2 separate regions of the Mus musculus genome follow, and region 1 is linked to region 2. Evidence: chromatin contacts called from public promoter capture Hi-C data. All regions are on one chromosome and are shown on one strand. The core of a region is the stretch at or near the end of the contact, and the rest is flanking DNA. Distances in the headings are between cores, read along the strand shown. Region 1 holds the start of Tnf (tumor necrosis factor). Region 2 holds the start of Bag6 (BCL2-associated athanogene 6).

Evidence for each region. Capture Hi-C pulls out chosen DNA fragments and counts their contacts.
Region 1: a contact with region 2 is called in a promoter capture Hi-C map of adipose tissue. The contact joins the promoter of Tnf here to the promoter of Bag6 in region 2. A contact is called at or near these places in 8 of 39 promoter capture datasets (the C10 cell line, the HPC-7 cell line, cranial neural crest and 5 more), 1 of 15 datasets of contacts at CTCF or cohesin (CD8 T cells), 3 of 484 Hi-C or Micro-C datasets (CD8 T cells, embryonic stem cells and peritoneal macrophages), 12 of 115 datasets of contacts at active chromatin or transcription factors (the 230-238 cell line, CD8 T cells, the HPC-7 cell line and 6 more) and 4 of 9 other capture datasets (adipose tissue, liver, macrophages and 1 more).

What each region holds. Positions count from the first base shown.
Region 1 is chr17:35,200,553-35,204,416 of GRCm38.p6, forward strand. Tnf (tumor necrosis factor) reads right to left here and starts at 1,455. Exons shown (of 4, transcript NM_013693.3): 1 at 1,103-1,455; 2 at 532-586; 3 at 306-353; 4 at 1-11. The coding sequence starts at 1,288. Lta (lymphotoxin A) reads right to left here. Exons shown (of 4, transcript NM_010735.2): 3 at 3,823-3,864; 4 at 2,613-3,597. The coding sequence ends at 3,185.
Region 2 is chr17:35,132,554-35,136,818 of GRCm38.p6, forward strand. It overlaps Bag6 (BCL2-associated athanogene 6), which reads left to right and starts at 2,947. Exons shown (of 26, transcript NM_001372261.1): 1 at 2,947-3,075; 2 at 3,562-3,682. The coding sequence starts at 3,575.

The DNA.
Region 1 (3,864 bases), core at 205-2,704, 67 kb after region 2:
TTGGTGGTTTGCTGAGGGGGGGGGGGAGGATTGAGTCAGTGTCACCCTCTTAGTTCACACTCCACATCCTGAGCCTCAGCAGCTACCCACACTTCACTTCCGGTTCCTGCACCCTCTGTCTTTCCACATCCCATTGGCTATGAGGTCCCGGGTGGCCCCCTGATGCCTTGCTTTTGAGTCACTGCTCTGACTCTCACGTGCTGTCTCTAAGAGCTCTGTCTTTTCTCAGCCTGGCTCGACACCCCTCAACCCGCCCCCCAAAATCATGCCCCTTCATTCTCAAGGCACATGTAAAGAAATCTTACCTACGACGTGGGCTACAGGCTTGTCACTCGAATTTTGAGAAGATGATCCTGGAGGGGAAGAGACAAAGGCAAGGATGAGCCTTTTAGGCTTCCCAGCAAGCATCTATGCACTTAGACCCCTTTCCTCCCAAACCAAAGCTTTAAGTTCTCCCCCCACCCCATCTCATCCCATGCCTAACTGCCCTTCCTCCATCTTAAATTAAGAGAGAGGTGTGGGAACACTTACTGAGTGTGAGGGTCTGGGCCATAGAACTGATGAGAGGGAGGCCATTTGGGAACTTCTGTGTAGGAAAAGGAGGTTAGTTAAGACAGACTCACCCCAAAGGAGAAGCCTCCCGGCTGATTGCCCCGCTTACAGTTCCTCTTTGCCCCACCCCACCCCCCAGCTTTGTGTTTTTCTTCTTCATTCATTCATCTGTCCAACCCACGGCTTCTTTCTGCGGTGCCCTCTGTGCTTGATCTCCCGTTATCTCCCCTTCATCTTCCTCCTTATCTCTCATGCCTCTCTCATTTCTGTCTCTGAGTTTTATCTCTTGCTTATCCCCTCTTCCCCTGGCCACATCTTTCCAGATCTCTCCACGTGTGAACACACTTGTTCGTTCATTCATCTCTCTGTGCATCCGACGAAGGATGTTTAGTCAGCTGGACGCATGGGTCCGAGGTCCTGACTCTGTCCCCTCCACACTCTCCTCCACCTTGCCCTGCCCATTAGCCCACTTCTTTCCCTCACACTGTCCTTCTTGCCCTCCTAACCCGTTTTGCTTGTGAGCGAGAATAAGGGTTGCCCAGACACTCACCTCATCCCTTTGGGGACCGATCACCCCGAAGTTCAGTAGACAGAAGAGCGTGGTGGCCCCTGCCACAAGCAGGAATGAGAAGAGGCTGAGACATAGGCACCGCCTGGAGTTCTGGAAGCCCCCCATCTTTTGGGGGAGTGCCTCTTCTGCCAGTTCCACGTCGCGGATCATGCTTTCTGTGCTCATGGTGTCTTTTCTGGAGGGAGATGTGGCGCCTTGGGCCAGTGAGTGAAAGGGACAGAACCTGCCTGGTTGGCTGCTTGCTTTTCTGGGAGCTATTTCCAAGATGTTCTGGAGTTTCTGTTCTCCCTCCTGGCTAGTCCCTTGCTGTCCTCGCTGAGGGAGCTTCTGCTGGCTGGCTGTGCAGACGGCCGCCTTTATAGCCCTTGGGGAAGAGGGCGGGGAAAAGCTCTCATTCAACCCTCGGAAAACTTCCTTGGTGGAGAAAACCATGATCTCATGTGGAGGAAGCGGTAGTGGCCCTACACCTCTGTCTCGGTTTCTTCTCCATCGCGGGGGCAGAGGGTTTGGAAAGTTGGGGACACCCAGGCATCAAGGAATCTCCTCCCCGTCGTCCCCACCAGGATTCTGTGGCAATCTGGGGCCAATCAGGAGGGTGTGTGTGTGTGTGTGTGTGTGTGTGTGTGTGTGTGTGTGTTGTATAGGACCCTGAGAACTGAAACCCATTTCTTCTCTGTCCTCCAGAGCTAATCATTGTCTGTTTCTTTGTAGAAAGACCATGCCTGTGTCTATTTCCTTTTGATTTCTAAATGGGACATCCATGGGGGAGAACTTAGCATGGGGGGGTGCTTCTGAAAGCTGGGTGCATAAGGGGGGAGACATGATATTGAGGAGGGAAAGCCCCCTGTTTGAGTTCTTGGAGGAAGTGGCTGAAGGCAGAGCAGCTTGAGAGTTGGGAAGTGTGCATGGGCTTTGGGAGGGCTGGTGGGGGGGGTAATGGGATGAGTATGGGGCAGCCCCAGAGGGAATGAACTCAGCCCTGGGAATTCACGGACCTCACAAGCCTTCTCCTTTCACTCTGATCATGAGCTCAGGCTGCTGCTTTGGGTCCCTGCTCCCAAGTGAGTTTTCCACGGAGCCTCTGCCATATCTTGACTGCGGTACATCAACTCAGACATTTAGGTCCCACAGCCCTGCTTCCAGGATTTCTCCCAATCCGTATGACTCCCCGGTCTTCCAAGGATTCCCCTCCCCCACCCTCCCACTCCTAAACACTCTCCCACCCTCCAGTGGAGTCACTTCTCCCCAGAACCCTCATCTCTCTCCACCCTTGGATGGATCTCCCTAGCTCATCCTTTGGGTCTCCTCCGGCAGTTAAGCTGCCTCACTCCCGTGAATCCACCATGTCTCTGGGAGCTGCCTGCTCCTCATGTCTCTTTGCTCTGCCCGGATCCCATGGACCAACTGAGGCCTCTGTCCCCTGCTCCACTCCTTAAAGAGACCAGGAAGTTTCTCCCCCAACGCAAGACAGACACAAGCAGACAGAATCTCAGAGAAAAGAGGTTTATTGGGTTTCACAGATGGTGCAGGGGGTCCCTGTGGATGTCTAGCCAAGCAGTGGCTGGCTTTTAGAGCTTCGTGCTTTCTTCTAGAACCCCTTGGTCACCCACATCTAATTCTCTCGCCATCTCTCTCTTAGATGGGTCCTGTCTGAGGTGAGACACCTTTGTGTCTGGGACCTAGTTGTCATCTGACGGCTTTCTATTTTTCCCCTCTTTCTATTCTCTATAAATAAATAACTTAACTTTTCTCTCCATAAATAGTCAACCTTCCCCTGTTCCCAGCCACCTCTCCCATGTCTGTCCCTCCTTCATGTCCAGGTCTCTGTCCGACCTAGACCCACAAAAACCCTGCTCTGTGCAGGAACTTCTAGGTAGGCTTGAGTCGTCCCCTGAGCATCTGGAGTGGCCCTGGGGAAGATGTAGTCCCCTGAAGTGTCTCAGACTCCCGTGAGAGCTCCAGGTTATTTTAGTGGGGAAGGCTGGAGACTGTGGGGATGTGACCCTTGAAACAACGGTCAGGATGGAGGCCTGGAATCCAATTCTTGGGTTTCTTTAGAATCTACAGTGCAAAGGCTCCAAAGAATACACTGCTGGGGCTGAAGTGTAGATGGGAGATGCCGTCGGTGTGGGTGGACAGCTGGTCTCCCTTACTGAGCAGGAACACAGCCCCCTGGTACATTGAGCGCACCCACGGTCCTTGAAGTCCCGGATACACAGACTTCTGCGCACTGAGGAGAGGCACATGGAAGGGGTATTGGGAGGAAAAGAGCTGGACCTCGTGTGCCAGGTAGATGGGAGTGGGAATGGCCCTGGGGGAGCAGCTTTCTCCAGAGAAAACCACCTGGGAGTAGACAAAGTAGAGGCCACTGGTGGGGATCAGGAGGGAGTTGTTGCTCAAAGAGAAGCCATGTCGGAGAAAGGCACGATCCGTGCTTGCTCTCCAGAGCAGTGAGTTCTGCTTGCTGGGGTACCCTGGGAAGAGGCACAAGACATTGGGGGGCTATCAAGATCAGAGGTCCCCATCCCTGAGGGAGCAGGCACTGGACAAGTGGGATGGTTGGTAGGGAGATGGGAGTGGGGTGCCTGCCCTTAGGGGTAAGAAAAGTTGGTGTGGGGAGATGGGAAGATCGCCTGAGCCCCTGGGCAAGTAGGACAAAAGGCAGGGACTGGACCTCTCCTCTGGAGGCAGAAGTTTACCAACAAGGTGAGCAGCAGGTTTCAGGATGCCATGGGTCAAGT
Region 2 (4,265 bases), core at 1,697-4,196:
AACACTAGTATTAAGAGTGGGTCTGCTGCCGGGCGAGGTGGCGCACGCCTTTAATCCCAGCACTCGGGAGGCAGAGGCAGGCGGATTTCTGAGTTCGAGGCCAGCCTGGTCTACAGAGTGAGTTCCAGGACAGCCAAGGCAACACAGAGAAACCCTGTCTCGAAAAAACCAAAAAAAAAAAAAAAAAAAAAAAAAGAGTGGGTCTGCTGGGTGTGATGGCACATGCCTTTAATCCCAGCACTTGGGAGGCAGAGACAGGCCTGAGTTCGAGGCCAGCCTGGTCTACAAAGTGAGTTCCAGGACAGCCAGAGAGCTATACAGAGAAACCCTGTCTCCAAAAACCAAAAAAAAAAAAAAAAAAAAAAACAACCAAACACAAGAGTGGGTCTAACCCCTGACTTGACTGTTAGATGTGGGGACTCATGCATACCAAGCAGACTCAGAGGTAACAACGATCCAGCCTCCTGGGGCAACTGTACTAATTTCTATCTCTGTTTTCCCCATCTCTGGAATGGGCAACCCATTAGTCTCAGGATTAAATGGGACCATGCATACATCAAGTCTGAAGGAAATACCCATTATCATCAGTAACTGCAAAGCACCCACTGCAATTGCTGGTAGTGATTTTTAAAGATTTATTAATTTATTTTATTCATATGAGTACACTGTAGCTGTCTTCAGACACACCAGAAGAGGGCATCGGATCCAATTACAGATGGTTGTGAGCCACTATATGGCTGCCAGGAATTGAACTCAGGACTTCTCTCTAGCCCATGAAATTTTTATTTATTTGTTTGTTTGTTTGTTTTTGAGACAGGGTTTCTCTGTGTAGCCCTGGCTGTCCTGGAACTCACTCTGTAGACCAGGCTGGCCTCGAACTCAGAAATCCGCCTGCCTCTGCCTCCCAAGTGCTGGGATTAAAGGTGTGCACCACCACGCCCGGCTTTATTTTTGTTTTTTTGAGACAGAGTTTCTCTGTGTAGCCCTGGCTGTCCTAGCACTCACTCTGTAGACCAGGCTGGCCTTGAACTCAGAAATCCGCCTGCCTCTGCCTCCCACATGCTGGGATTAAAGGCATGCGCCACCACCGCCCGGCAGAAATTTTTATAATAAAATACTAAATGTGGGACTGGGGAAGTGGCTCAGCAGTGAGGGTACTTGGCAGATGGCAACCCAAGCTGAAGATCCCCTGGTCCCCACACAGTGAGAGGACACCACATTTCCCTCGGATCTCCACATTTGCACTGTGCTGTTGCAGACGCAGGCCATACACCCCTCCTCCATCCCCGAAAAGTATTTTTAAAAATATTTAACTTCTATTATCCCAGCATCTGGGATGCAGAGGCAGGTGGGTTTCTGTGAGTTACAGGACATCCAGACTTACATAGTGAAATCCTATCTTGGAAAAAAAAAATTCAAAACGTAAATATAGTCTATTAGAGTGACACACAACCCTGCACTGGGTGGTGGTGGGGGGAACATTGTCCTTATGAGTTCCAGGCAATTCAGGGTAACAGTGAGACAGCATGTAAAAGTCTCATCATACAATGCTTACTGGAAGTCTCATCAGTACTGGCATCTAAGAATAAGTGGGGAAGAATGCAGAGAGAGAAAAACTTAACCGTTCAACTCCCTTGGCGGTGGGCCTTTCAATCCCCTTTCTTTTTCTTCCTTCTTTTCTTTTCTATTTTATTTTATTTTATTTTATTTATTTTATTTTATTTGTTTGTTTTTGAGACAGGGTTTCTCTGTGTAGCCCTGGCTGTCCTTGAACTCACTTTGTAGACCAGGCTGGCCTCGAACTCAGAAATCCGCCTGCCTCTGCCTCCCAAGTGCTGGGATTAAAGGTGTGCACCACCACGCCCGGCTTTTCTTTTCCTTTTTTAAAGATTTATTTATTTTATGTATGTGAGTACACTGTCGCTGTCTTCAGACACACCAGAAGAGGGTGTCAGATCTCATTACGGATGGTTGTGAGCCACCATGTAGTTGCTGGGAATTGAACTCAGGACCTCTGGAAGAGCAGACAGTGCTCTTCATCTCTTGAGCCATCTCTCCATTCCCTTGGTCCCTTCTTAAAGTCTTGTCCTTTAATCTGATCCGCAAGGCACCCGTTCTCTTTTCTTTCTTTTTTTCTACAAAGCTCTTAAAAAGCAGCAGAAATGTCTCAAAACCAAAAAATGCAATAGAATTTTTTTTTATCCTTAAACATGGCACTCCCTCGGAGATCTCAATAAACAGGATGCTCAAAGTCTGCAAAGAGCCCAACCGGCCTAATCCCGCCAGGAACTAGAGTCGGGCACAAGCAAACACAGCCCGCGGAACGCCACCAGCCGTCCACGAAAAAGAGTGGCTTCCGGAAGAACAGAAATGATGGGAGGACCAGAGGTCTTGCAGAGTTTTAGGTAGTTAGAATTGTGCCTGTAAACGTCTCTGACCATCAAGATGGGACGTTGATTAACGAGGTGCACTCCACACAAGTCTCACAATTTTTCTCGAGGAAATTACAGCATCTCACTCAGTCATTTTTCTTTAGGCGTTTCCAGTAGCCACCCCGGTCCGGTTGCACTCTGGCGCGCGCAGGGAAGAAACGCACATAGCCGGAGGGGGGCGGGGAAGTACTTAGAGTGTGCGCACGCGTGGCGCCGCTCACGCAGGCGCAGTGCGGTCCCCCGGGCGACGACGGCGGCGGCGGCGGCTCCTCCGGGTGGTCGGCTCCCTCCCATCTCGGCCGGCCCGGGCCCGTCTCGCCCCCCAGAAACTCACTGTTCGGGGCTGTGGACTTTCTCATCGTGCCCCACGAAAGTAAATCGGGGGAGACTGGGGGAGCCGGAAGTACCGCCTCGAGATCCCCCCAAATACGATCGGGGAAACGGAAGTGGCCCTTGGTGCCAGGTTGGGGGAGACCGGAAGTGACGGTACCGTGGGGACGTCGGGGGCGGAGCCACAGGGTGGTGGGCTGTGTATGTGTGTTTGTATGTGTTTGGTCGCGTGTTGGTTAAGTCGTGTTGCTGGAATACCGAGGAGAGGCGGAGGCGGAAGGCGGGGGCGGTCAGCGAGCCCGTCCAGCCTCCCGTGAGTGTCCGCGGTCTTGGGTCGGTGGTGATTTAGGCGGGTTCGATTGTGGTGCTGCGCGTGCGCGAAGCCACTTTTCTCTGCCGAGTCTAGCGCGACCCTCCCCCCACCCCTCGCGTTGTCCTAGGATTTCCCGATCTCTCGGGCGCTTGCTCGGTCGCGACCGGTGATGACACTGGCCTCTGGTCGGTCTCGTGCTTGCTTCCCTGATTCCTAGCCCAACTGGCTCTCCCTATTGTGATTGGCATGGTGGAGCCCCTCCCACCTCTCGTCCTTCATCTCCCTATGCCGTCGATCTCCTACCCTTTGTGTTTCTGTTCCTGTGCCCCCGAATCAAAAAGGGGGGATGAGAAGGAGGATGAATATATCTGCTTGTGTATGAGAAACTTTGAAGGGATTGGGGCGGAGATTGGGTCCAGAGAGGCTTCCGGGTGTATAAAATACAGTGCGACCGACAGCGAACCCCCCCCCCTCGTTCTTCTTTAGAGAGCTGTCGGCCATGGAGCCGAGTGATAGTGCCAGTACCGCTATGGAGGAGCCTGACAGCCTGGAGGTACTGGTGAAGACCCTGGACTCTCAGACTCGGACTTTTATTGTGGGGGCCCAGGTGAGACACCAGTACTTTGTAGAAGGATGCGCCTGATTTTCTTGTCATTGACTCTTTTGTCCCTTACTGGATAGGACATCTGATGTACCTATTGAGTGAGGGGATGTGGTTACTGTTGAGTGAGGCCGATTTGGAGTCTGTCTTCACTTTGACAGAACTCAGTGAAGAGGAAAGTAGAGAGGAGGGATCTATACCTGTTCTGTGCAGACCCCAGCCCAAAGAGACAGACATGACTCTGGCCTTTGGGACCAGACACAACACAGGGGGCACCTTGGACAAGAATGGTGTGTCACAGGGACCTCAGACAAGTTTGGTGTGGGTTTTTTTTTTTTTTTTTTAAACAGAGTGTTCACAGCTTGGTACTATTTTTATAAGATTAAGGAAACCTGCTTTCATCCACTGTGAAGTAGACTTGTCAATAGCTGAGGCATGGTTTGAGCCTCCTGACCTTAGTGCACTGTGGCCACTGCATAATTCTTTGAGACAACCACCATGAGGAGGTCATTTTTGTGGTTTTTAAAGCAGATATTTAAAAAGCCACATAGACTTTTGTCTGTAGGTACATGTGATAGTTAATTTGGCC